Regions from separate parts of the Sus scrofa genome. Here regions 1, 2 and 4 are each linked to region 3. The links are chromatin contacts, called in public HiChIP or PLAC-seq maps. All regions are on one chromosome and are shown on one strand. Each heading gives the region's core, a stretch centred on a gene start, on an enhancer-like site or on the middle of the called end of the contact. The rest is flanking DNA. Distances are from core to core; before and after follow the strand shown.

Region 1 (3,127 bases), core at 60-2,559, 88 kb before region 3:
CTCTGATTCAACCCCTAGCCTGGGAACCTCCATATGCCGCAGGAGTGGCCCTCAAAAGGCAAAAGACAAAAAAAAAAAAAAAAAAAAGAGGACTAAAGTATTTATGCATTCTAATCTGGACTACCACAACATTTTTGAATCCTGCATACTCTGGTAGATTGAAATGAAATTAAACAGCAGTTTAGAACTCACTGTAGTCTCCAAATCACATATTGTAGTATGTAATGCATTTTAGTTTCATTTCCCTCCTGCCCTGCCCTTCTTCACCTTATTTGACTATAAAGAGTCCTGTTGATATAACTTCAAAAGATTACCTTGTTAGATGTAGAATTTGGATTTCACCTACTCTGAACTCGCTATTTAAAGCATCCAATGCTACCAAACTGTTTTCTAAGGTTTTTTGGTTTGGTTGTATTTTGTTTGTTTGTTTTGTTTTGTTTTAGTACATTTTCTTTTCTTTTGCATTTTAAAATAGCCAGAGATTTCTCAGGAACATCAGGGTTCCAGCAATTGTTTAGATAAGAGTAGAGGAGACAGGTAACCATTATACTCTTAAGTACTTCTAAAGTGCAATTTATCTGGACTCCACTCAGGGCACATGAACAATCTTTGAAAATATTACAAATATTTGCTATTTATTTTGTATCATGTATGAATTCTAGGCGTGGACCGACTACATGGTTCACACTTAAACTTCAGTACGAGGGAAGCTAAATTTGAACTGTGTTATTTATAGATAATCTTCCTCCATTATCAATTAAGATAAAATGAATATGAATTGTAAGGGCAAGATATCATTTACAAATCTGAATTCCATTATAACTTTTATTTATGGTGAAGTTAACTGAAAAAGGAATTTTTTTTTTTTTGCCTCGATGGAAGAAATTACAAAACCCAATTCCTGTCTTCTAAACTTTTGCTTAACATTTTCTTTTAGTAAATACTAATTTCAGCAAACAACCTTCATTCTAAACAAGTGAAAATGTTCTTACCTCGCTCATTTTCTGTGGTTTCTTGATTTCTTTCACTGGTTTGCTGCACTCCATCACCCATAGTAGGTAACTGGATGTCTTGTGGCCTTTGGTCCAACATCTCTCTTCAAAGTTTTAACTTTTAATATAAAAAATGTCGTTTTTACAGCACAGCTCCAAACTAGAGTGATGCAGCTTAAAGCAAAACACACTTTTAAGCAGTGTTCTCAAAACGAAAGTAATCATGTAATCATGCCGTGTGCCTCCCGCGAAATAAATGCTAAACAAAACAATTGCTGGAAATGACGGAAGTTCCAGCAAGCATCGAAACAGTCATACGGCCTTCCTTCCTCAAAAGAAGATCTTCCCCTGAACAATAAAGCAAAAAAAATTTCAAGTGGCTATTTTTTAAATTCTACCAACATTGATACAAAACTATTTTCCTTCCAGAGCCATAGGAGATAAGAATACTAATTAATTAAAAGGCATGCCTTAGGACATTATGGTTTAATCATCATGTGTTAAGAAATTACCATCTCAAGAGTGATGAAATTAAAGCAAAGAAATCTATGCTTTAAAGTGGCAACTGAAACCACAATAAGAAGTATTTCCTTTGTCAAACGTCAACATCATGTGTGACAGTCCCTGCACAGACACACACACACACACACACACGAAAAACAAAGGAGAAAAAGGAAAAGAAAATTAAAAAGTACTCAGAATGTTATCATCAATATCCAAGATGATAATGCCATTATGCTAGTGGTATCAGGACACTATTTCTTTTTCAAGTCTGTCATCATCAGAATTTTCAAATGATTTAAAAATAAACTCAAAATGGCTTAAAGACTTAAGACAGGACACCATAAACCTCGTAGAAGAGAACATAGGCAAAACATTCTCTGACATCAACCACACAAATGTTTTCTTAGGTCTGTCTCCCAAGCAACAGAAATAAAAGCAAAAATAAACCAGTGGGACCTAATCAAACTGATAAGCTTTTGCACAGCAAGGGAAACCATACAAAAAAACCAAAAAACAACAAAAAAAAAAACACAAAAAGACAACCTATGGAATGGGAGAAAATAGTTTCAAATGATGCAACTGATAAGGGCTTAATCTCTAAAATATACAGACAACTTATACATTTCAATAGCAAAAAAAAAAAAAAAAAACCAACAAACCAACTGAAAAATGGGCAAAAGACCTGAATAGACATTTCTCCAAAGAAGATATACAGATGGCCAACAAGCACATGAAAAAATACTCAACATCACTGATTATTAGAGAAATGCAAATCAAAACTACTATGATACCAAATCACACCTGTCAGAATGGCCATCATTAATAAATTCACAAATAACAAATGCTGGAGAGGGTATGTGGAAAAAAGAACCCTCCTACACTGTTGGTGGGAATGTAAATTGGTACAACCGCTATGGGAAAACAGTATGGAGGTACCTCAGAAAAGTAAATATAGAACTAACATAGGACCCAACAATCCCACTTTTGGGCATAAACCCGGACAAAACTTTCATTGAAAAATATACATGCACCTGTATGTTCATTGCAGCACTATTCACAGCAGCCAAGACATGGAAACAACCTAAATGTCCACTGATAGAGGAATGGATTAAGAAGATGTGGTATATATACACAATGGAATACGACCCAGCCATAAAAAGAACAAAATAATGCTATTTGCAGCAACATAGATGGAACTAGAGACTCTCATACTAAGTGAAGTAAGTCAGAAAGAGAAAGACAAATACCATATGATATCACATATCTGAATCTAATATATGGCACAAATGAAACTTTCCACAAAAAGGAAACTCATGGACTTGGAGAACAGACTTGTGGTTGCCAAAGGGGAGGGAGTGGGATGGAATGGGAGTCTGGGGTTAGTTAATTGATGCAAACTATTTCACTTGGAGTGTTTAAGCAGTGAGAACACAGGGAACTATACCCAGCCACTTGAGATGGAATATGATGGAGGATAATGTGAGAAAAAGAATATATATATATATATATATATATATATATATATATATATATATGACATGTGACTGGATCAGTTTGCAGTACAGTAGAAATTGACAGAACATTGTAAATCAACTACAATGAAAAAATAAAAATCATAAAATAAAAAATCA
Region 2 (3,255 bases), core at 278-2,777, 70 kb before region 3:
ATTAGGATCACTACTTTCAAAATATAGAAAATAACAAGTGCTAAGAGGAGGTGGATTCATTGACACCTCTATGCACAGTTGTGGGAATAGAAAATGGTGTGACCACTGTGGAAAACGCTATAGTGTTTCTTCAAAAAATTAAACATTGAATTATTATAGGATCCAGCATTTCTACTTTTGGAGATATACCCTCAAATAACTGAAAGCAATGTTTTCAAGACAAATTTATGGACCCATATTCTTTTTTTTTTTTTTTTTTTTTTTTGTCTTTTTAGGGTGGGACTAGTGGCATATGGAAATTCCCAGGCTAGGGGTCGAAGCAAAGCTGTAGCTGCCGGCCTATGTAATAGCCAAACAATACGAGATCTGAGCCACATCTGTGACCTACACCACAGCTCTCCTCAACACCAGATCCTTAACCCACTGAGCGAGGTCAGGGATCAAACCTGCATTCTCATGGATCCTAGTTGGGTTCATTACTGCTGAGCCACAGTGGGAACCTCCTATGAATCCATGTTCAAAACATCACTGTTCACAATAGCCAAGAGGTGAAAGAAACACAAATATCCATTTATGGATGAGTGGATAAACAAAGTGTACATACCCACAATGGAATATTATTCAACATTAAAAAGGAAAAAAAAATATAACACATGCTTCAACATGGATGGATCTTGAGGATATTATGCCAGGTGAAATAAGCCATAACAAACAAAAAACACTGCATGATTCTATTGTAAGAGGGACCTAGACTGACCAAACTCATAGAAACAGAAAGTAGAATAGTGGTTGTCAGGAGTTGGGGACGGGGAGAGGAGGAAGTGGTGAGTTATTGTTTAATAGGTATAGAGTTTCATTTTGGCAATATGAAAAGCATTCCAGAGATTGGTTGCACAACAATGTGAATGTACTTAACACTACTGAACTATACACTTAAAGATGGTTAAGACAGGAAAGTTCATGTTGTATATATTGTACAATTAAAAAAAAAAAAGTATCGGAGTTCCCGTGGTGGCGCAGTGGTTAACGAATCCTGCTAGGAACCATGAGGTTGCGGGTTCAGTCCCTGCCCTTGCTCAGTGGGTTAACGATCCAGCGTTGCCGTGAGCTGTGGTGTAGGTTGCAGACGCGGCTTGGATCCCGAGTTGCTGTGGCTCTGGCGTAGGCCGGAGGCTACAGCTCAGATTCGACCCCCTAGCCTGGGAACCTCCATATGCCGGCGGGAGCGGCCCAAGAAATAGCAAAAAGACAAAAAAAAAAAAAAAAAAAAGTATCCAATGAGGCTCTAGACAATGAAAGCCCTAAAGCTGAGGAAGAACAGTTCAAGAAAAACATCTCTCATAGAAAGTAAGTAGCCATCAGATAAGGTGATTTCTGAGAAACCCACAAAATCACTCACTCAGTAAGGCAGCCATCAAATCACACATGTGCTCTGTTCTTCCAGTTTTCTCTCCCCATACTGGGTCAGAAACAGCAGCTAGTATGAAGAGGAACTGATGAAACTAGAGAGAAAAACAGGACACAAACAGCTCATCTCATCAGCTCCTAGGATTCCAGGTCAGAAGTAGTGTAAACTGGAGGAGGGAAGAGGTTTTCAGTTGAGGTTTAAGTTTGGATAGAAGACATCGAAGTGTTTATGTTATATTGGACATACTAATTTCTGAAATGAGAATGTTCTTGTTACTGAAAGGAACCACAGAATATATGGGACTGATCCCAAACTCTCCAGGTGTGGAAGAGTCTTAGAGTGAGTTTAATGCAATGAAAGAATAAGGTTAATTTCTGTGTGCTTAGTATAGTCTTTTCAAAATACTAGATTGACCTGGTTCCCCATCCTCTAATCCCTGTCTATGCATTCTTTCCATTTTCACAAATGTGGCTGAGGGTTGTGGGTTCATGATTCTTTCTTGATCATAAATTGGGGACATCAGTTCTTGCTAGGTAAAAAGGAAGGGAGGCAGAACCTTAAAAAATATCTTAGTCTTATAAATTACTTTTTAAAAAAATACAACCTTTTGGGGAATCTCATTGTGTTGAAACTATTTTCTATTTATTTCATTATCTGTTTCATAAGTAAATATTTCCTGTGATTCCTTAGAGTGCACCTACCACATCTTTTAAGCCTTTAAATCATTGCACATGTATGTAATTTTTTCCCCATTTTTCTCTTGTTTCTAGTGTGGGTTTTGAGATGAGTTACTTCAGAATGAGTTAGTACATGTTTTAGACACAAAATAGAAAAGGTAAAAGAGTTATATTATTACTAGCTATATTTTTTGAAATTTGGACTCCAACTGCCTTGAAGTATAGTAACTAAGAACACACTACTGCCACTGTGAGAGTGACAAGAGAATGTTACCAGGCATTCGACATGTGACACAACGGATGTCTAGTTGTGTAATGATCTGAAGATGGTCTGGTTTGAGTTGTTGCCTAGCAACATTTCCTTGACATCTCACCTCCAGAGACAGCTGCTCTAAGCTTGTGGGTGCTTGTTAACCAGATCTCCAGCTGCCTTGAGAAATAATGAAGTGTAGAGATGTTCTCCACTGGACCGAACACGTGGGATCTAAGTACATATCCTTCAGTTTTGTACTGTTTCCTTCCATCTGTTGCAGCCACCTGGATTAAGAAATTTGTGCTATGATGTTTCTTCTAATAACAAACTGACTTTGTAGAAACCTCAGTAGCTATGCTTCTCCTTACTCCAGTAAGGTTTCCGTGACTTGCGAAAGCCAGAGACTAAAGTGGAATTTCCCACTGTGGTGCAGTGTGTTAAGATCTGACTGTAGTTGTCTGGGTTGCTGTGGAGGCTTGGGCTTGATCCCCGGCCTGGTGCAGTGCATTAAAGGATCTGGCATTGCTGTAGCTCTGGCATAGGTCATAGCTGAGGCTTTGATTCAGTCCTTGGCCCTGGAACTTCCATAAGTCAAGGGTATGGCCTTAAAAAAAAAAAAAATGTAGTTGGTAGCCATTTGTTTTTGTTTGTTTGTTTGTTTCTTTTTTTTTTAAAAGAATTTCCCGATGTTTTTCAGTCATTTGAAAAATACTAACGGTACACCTAAATATCTAATAAATTCTAAGAAAAAAAATGGGATTAGGTAGTGGATACAGCAACCGATATGCATGTGGAACAGTGGGAAGAATTCGAATTAAGAGGAATGACGGAAGAAAAGCCTTCCTTCTCAATGAAATAATTTCTACCGCCTATACAAATTTGTATGAAATTTCATTTTTCTAGCCAACTCATTCCCG
Region 3 (3,101 bases), core at 428-2,927:
CCTAGTAGATAATCAGTTGAATTATCTAAGCTAAAAACAACAGAATAGAATAGAAAGCAACAGGATAACTCTTCAAACTTTAGCATGTTATATATATATATATATATGTATATATGTGTATACGCATACACACACACATATACACACACATATTTTTTCATATTTGCTTGACATTCCTATTCTTTAATTCTGGATCTAGTGAAATCTAGCCCAAAGTTTCGGATAGATTAATACAATCTCCAGAAGCCCTGCCGCATGTACCACATTCACAACTCCCTTTTTCTCAAGGATTAGATTAAAAAAAAAAAAAAACAGGTCAAAAATGTATAACTACCTTTATTAGACACATGCAAAGTCTATTCCCATCCTTTTTTAATATATCATCCCCCCAAAGCCAGGCACACATACACATATGTGCTTAAAATAAAAATAAACCTAAAGAACAGGAGAATGTTTTAGAGGATTCACGACAACCACCTAAACTGTCAACAGATTTTTGAAGGTAAGGGATGTAGTCTGATACCTGACGCTGGATTCCTGACCACAGAGACAGCTATTTTTTCCAACTGGGCACAAAGAAAGGAGTGGAAGATAAGAACAGAGTCTGGTCTCCATCACAGGACAGTTGTATGAACTTGGTTAAATCATTTAATGTCTTTGAGCCTCAGTTTTTTCATTAATACATTGGAGAAAGAACTAATATTATTCCATTTACTTCACAACCATATTTTGATAATGATGAGGTATAATGTATATAAAATACGATACAGATGTCACTGTTGGTTCAACATGACTAATTATACTGGAGTTTCAACTTCCCTAAAAAAGTTTCTAAATACTTATCATGCAGGAACTAGCTTTTGTCTATTTTTGACTCATTCGTCTTCCAGTGCTTCCCTTCAGTTATTTATACCTTCCGAAAGAAAAGTTCCCTCCACCGTCTTTATTTTAGAAGCCTCCGAACTGTCTTCTGAAAGAACAGTCCCCTGGCATCTCTCACAAGGTACAAATATCAAGGACTACATTTAGAAAAATGAATCTTTGAGACCCCAAACTCAATCTCTGGCATATTCAGTCAAAATGATTCATTACAGCACAGAGCCTCTTGACACATAGCAATATCACACAGTTTTAAAAGGTCCCTGAAGCCATGTATTTCTTCCTCAACGTGACCCTATTAGAAGATTCCCCAACTTGGTCTCCATTTTGGAGGTTCCAAAGCACACCTCTCTTGAGCATTCGTCTCAAAGCCAGCACTTCAAGGCACTTAACAGCTGCCCATCCCCTAAAGTCACATCTTGCTTTCTCCGAACTCCTACCTCTTTTCCTTAGGTTATTTGTATCCCGATATTTCCTGCTGCCACAGAATCCTGAAATGTGAGTGTCGCGTAGGTCACTTCTTCGGACATCGTAGAAGAAAGCTCTACTATAAACGTAATTAGTGTTTCAATATCTACAGACCCGGGAAGAGGATGTTCTTTTCAAGGCTGGGAGGTTTTATATCCACACTGAACCAACCCGAGACACATCCCACGGCCCCTCTGTAAGGACAGAAGAACAATCAGTTTTTCTGTACAGTAAGTTAGAGAAGGTCAACTCTTCCCTGAAGAAATAAGAATACTGTAGATCTCAACTGTCTGCTCCTTCAGCGTTGTTCTTGCTGTGAAGCAAAGAACTGGTACTTTGGAGCAGGGATGCTGGTTTCAAGGGGAAGTTCCCATGATCCTCAGTGGAGAGGCTGCTCTGAGTGTTTCAGTCAAGACTCAGGTTGGCCTCTTTACCGGTATTAAAAGCAGCTAATCCTGTATGGAGACTTTGGATCTGGGTTACACTCACCCATACAGGTATCGAGGAGATACACATACTGAGACGAAGGGCTGTCTAGCTAAAAACCAGCCACACCTCGCTGCTGATTTTAAAAACCAAACGTGGAGTTCCCGTCGTGGCGCAGTAGTTAACAAATCCGACTAGGAGCCATGAGGTTGCGGGTTCGATCCCTGGCCTTGCTCAGTGGGTTAAGGATCTGGCGTTGCTGTGAGCTGTGATGTAGGTCGCAGTCGCGGCTGGGATCCCAAGTTGCTGTGGCTCTGGCGTGGGCCGGTGGCTACAACTCCGATTGGATCCCTAGCCTGGGAATCTCCATATGCCGCGGGAGCGGCCCTAGATAAAAGCAAAAAGAGAAAAAAAAAAAAAAAAAAAAAACAAAAACCGAATGTGTACGAGAGACAGTGCAGGCTATAGGCCCGGAGAAGAAATGAATAGCTATTAGAACTCGGCGTGAATGGGAGTTTCCTTCTTACATGTAGATGCCTAACAGAATAATACTCCATTAGGTAACAACCAATGCTCAGAACAAGATTTTTAAAATGACTCCCTGGTATCTTAGGAGAGTGAGAAAAGCAGGCAGGTTCTGGAGAGAAGGAGGCTGGCACATGGGAAGGTGCTTCTGCTTCTGTTTTTCATTTGTCCACTTGTTTGGCTTTTAAGGTTGAGGGAAGCCCACAGTCATTTCAGTGGGGCAGCTGAACTTCCGATAGAGGAAGTACAGGCTTCTGATAAAAGCACAGTCTTCTAGGCCTGAAAAATCAGAAGATGGGGGTTGGGGCAACTGAAGGCAGAGATGCTGTTGGATATTCGAAGGGAACACTGGATACAGGGGATTCTCCGGAAGTCTTTATGCTTGAAGTCTCTTTCAGCTACAAGTAATTTACATTTCATTAAAAAAAATGATGAAATAACCAACCTCTATCTTCTCAAAGGCCTCAAAAAGCCCTGAAAATATGTCTCAAATAAAACTGAGGGAAACTCACTGCACAAGGATTTACGCTGTGACACTGTGCGTTTCAATAGCATCACATGATCAATAAAGAGTTGACAATTTATATAGGAAGTGTTCTGGCTGTTACTTGGAAGCACACAGGAAAAAAAGCACATTGCCCTGTGTGGCAGGTCATTTAGTCACAGCAAGCATCAGACTCACAGAGCTCTTAAAAAGGATTGCATCTTCTTCTAATCCCATGATCCTTTTTATAAAACATACTCATTTTATAATCTTCTCCTTCTAATCCCATCGTACTCTTAATCCCATAAAATGTAATAGT
Region 4 (3,033 bases), core at 117-2,616, 110 kb after region 3:
TGTAACATACTATAAACAAATGCCAGACAACAAACAAATAAGCCTTTAATCAGTTAATCAACAGAGAAAGTCTAAAGAAGGTGCTGTTTGTACCATTCGATTTTTCACTAAAGTTACAACATGGAACTGAGGTTCTGACCAAAGGAAAATAGGAATGAAACCTTAAAATGTCACTTGATTCCTGTTAACACCACATCCTCCACTCACACCAGCTGCAGCACTCTTATTACAAGAAAAAAAAAACAAAAAACCTCCCATTATTGTAAAACAAATACTCATGTAGCTCACAAGTACACAAATATCTTTTAAGTCGTCCACCACTTCAAAAGCACAGATATTACTGGTTCAGCAGGAAAACATTTTATACAATGAATTTGTACTCCTCACCTTGTAAGATAAACACTTTAGGCACTGATAATGTTATCTTTTATATCCAAATAAGGAAACTGAAAATTCAGTGAGTGACTTGCCTAATATCATGCAGATGTTAAGATCCAAACAAAGGTCTTTAATCCAACTGTCAACAGCTGCATGACTGGGAACATCACATCACAGAATTTCCAGTGTGAATGTATAATGATCCAAATCAATCAGTGGTCAAATGTATTCACAGAGTTCTCCTGTTTCAAAAGCACTCCTATTAGCCTCTTCAGATGATACAAATAAAATAGACTTTTTGACAGGAAGAAATAGGGTTCATGCATGTGTGTGGCAAGTTGACAGAAAAGAAGTTGAAGAGAGCCGTGCACCTTGCAAATAATTGCCAAATCCTAAACTTAGAGGCAAGTATACGAGTAAGACTTTCCACCAACAGTTCCCTCTGGTCAATATCCGTTCCATGTTATGGGAGATTGCTGCTAGCTCTACCACTTATTAGTTGTGTCAAACTGGGTCCTTAGGTTAATCCCCTTCAGTGAGTCCTCTGTAAACAGTAGGTAATAGAGCTAATCTCAAGGTGTGAAGGTTTAGAGAAATAAGGCTTATAAATCATATCAGAGAACATAGCCTACAGCAAATGTTCAATAAAAGTTAGTTATCCTCATTCTCTTCATCATCATTATACCAAGTTAGTTTATTCATGGTCATCACCTTCCTTATTACCATCATATCTGGCTTTCCTTTTAAGTAAATGTTCTAAACGCTCTAATATTTTCCCATACTCAGGTGTCTCAGCCGTCTAATCCTATGTTTAGTTTACACGTCTAAGCTAATTCTGTCCCTGTACACATTCACCTACCCCCAGTACCTTCAGCTTTATCTCCATTTGATTTCTCGTCAGGTTGATCCTTCATACTGTTGCTCTTGAGGTCATCAAGTGTCATTTCTGAATTTATTCCAAGAATGAGGGAGTGGAGCAGCCAAGGACTTCTACAAGCAGAAATGTCTGAGCTCCCACTGGAGCGTTTAAATAGCTGCTGCTATCTAATGGAATGACTCAATCATTGGTAGGAGGAAGGAGAGTATTTGCTTCATTTTGGGAAGTTGGCTGACGCAAATTCTTGAGTTATGTCTATTGCAGGAGGGGAAAATGGTGATTCTGATAGTGTTTCAGGATGTTTCACTAAGTAATTTATGAAAGGGAAAACTGTGTTTTCCATGAGCATTAGAGGAGAGAATTTGTATTTATTTTTCAGATAAGGAAACAAATTCAGAAGGGTAAGTCAGCAGTGAATTTGTGGAAGAGTGTGCATTTAGACCAGATTATTTGATTCCAATATCCTTTTTTCTTTTTCTTTCTTTCTTTCTTTCTTTCTTTCTTTCTTTCTTTCTTTCTTTCTTTCTTTCTTTCTTTCTTTCTTTCTTTTTTTTTTTTCTTTTTTTCCTTTTTAGGGCTGCACCCTTGGCATATGGAAGTTCCCAGGCTAGGGGTCAAATTGGAGCTGTAGCAGCCAGCCACAGCCACAGCCATGGTGACACAGGATCCTAGCCGAGTCTGCTACCTACACCACAGTTCATGGCAAAATTGGATCCCAGACCCACTGAGCAAGGCAAGGGATCAAACCTGCATCCTCAGGGATACTAGTCAGATTCATTTCCGCTGTGCCACAATGGAAACTCCCCATATTTTTTTTCATTTCACTGTATCAGACTATCTCTATTCTATATCTCTAATAAGTCTCATATTTTCCTTTTTAATTTTGACTTTTTTCCTCAGAAATAGGCTTAGGAATTTGGGGGTTAATTACATATGGCTCTTATCTCTAGTCATAATAACCTGGGTAATTTTAGAATTTAATCAGGAGTGCTCTTTCATACAGTGGAGATATAACACAGAGCAGAAAAGAACTTTGGAGCCAGAGGGAGCTAGTTTAATCTTTCCTTTGCCGGCCTATTGTTCTATAAATCTTGGCAAATGTCTTTGTCTTTGAATTGGATCATGAAATGTCCACTTGATAATGTTGCTGATGTCGCTACAAGGATTCAAATGGGGTATTGGGCAAAACGCTAAGCTTTGTACTTTAAACATCATTGCAACTCAATAAATGATAGTTATTAATGTTAGGGGTAATATTCAGCACAGTTGAATTGCCATTGAAGAATATATTTTTATATGATTGACTTGAATCATGAAGACTCTTCAATGGAATCCCAATAAAGATACACCTTATATTCACTGATAGAATTCTCACCTATTTTGACCTCAAAACCTTCTAATCAGAAAAATAATGTCTCATTGCAATCTCATTTGCAATTGCAAAAAAAAAAATCCTTATATATTAGAGGTAACTTCTGAGGTATTTCAAAATGATATGATATCTGATATTTACTTTAAACTACACCAGGAAAATAAATAAAAAGAAGAGAATACATTTAAAAAAGATTAGAGAAAATACATAAACAAATAAAATATCTAGAAAACTATTTGGAAAAATCATAAATATTGACAGTCTAATTAGGATTCCATACGCTCCTCTTCCCTGAGTTTTCTGTATTCCCTTTTTCTGCATAGAATATCTTTTTTTTTGTATATTTTATTTTTATTTTTATTTTTTTACTTAAATTAATTTATCACATCTGTAGTTGTATAATCAT

The links. HiChIP or PLAC-seq counts read pairs in DNA pulled down with a chosen protein or histone mark.
Region 1: a contact with region 3 is called in an H3K27ac HiChIP or PLAC-seq map of alveolar macrophages. The contact joins the promoter of CLEC2B here to the promoter of CLEC12B in region 3. A contact is called at or near these places in 2 of 47 Hi-C or Micro-C datasets (blood and heart right ventricle) and 1 of 2 datasets of contacts at active chromatin or transcription factors (alveolar macrophages).
Region 2: an H3K27ac HiChIP or PLAC-seq map of alveolar macrophages shows a contact between it and region 3. The contact joins the promoter of LOC100623691 here to the promoter of CLEC12B in region 3. A contact is called at or near these places in 3 of 47 Hi-C or Micro-C datasets (alveolar macrophages and blood) and 2 of 2 datasets of contacts at active chromatin or transcription factors (alveolar macrophages and skeletal muscle).
Region 4: a contact with region 3 is called in an H3K27ac HiChIP or PLAC-seq map of alveolar macrophages. The contact joins the promoter of OLR1 here to the promoter of CLEC12B in region 3.

What each region holds. Positions count from the first base shown.
Region 1 is chr5:61,994,942-61,998,068 of Sscrofa11.1, reverse strand. CLEC2B (C-type lectin domain family 2, member B) reads right to left here and starts at 1,309. Exons shown (of 6, transcript NM_001256364.1): 1 at 993-1,309. The coding sequence starts at 1,092.
Region 2 is chr5:61,976,455-61,979,709 of Sscrofa11.1, reverse strand. LOC100623691 (C-type lectin domain family 2 member E-like) reads right to left here and starts at 1,527. Exons shown (of 4, transcript XM_021092368.1): 1 at 1,400-1,527. The coding sequence starts at 1,427.
Region 3 is chr5:61,907,039-61,910,139 of Sscrofa11.1, reverse strand. It overlaps CLEC12B (C-type lectin domain family 12 member B), which reads right to left and starts at 1,677. Exons shown (of 7, transcript NM_001302088.2): 1 at 1,351-1,677; 2 at 1,320-1,348. The coding sequence starts at 1,409.
Region 4 is chr5:61,797,689-61,800,721 of Sscrofa11.1, reverse strand. It overlaps OLR1 (oxidized low density lipoprotein receptor 1), which reads right to left and starts at 1,366. Exons shown (of 8, transcript NM_213805.1): 1 at 1,247-1,366. The coding sequence starts at 1,322.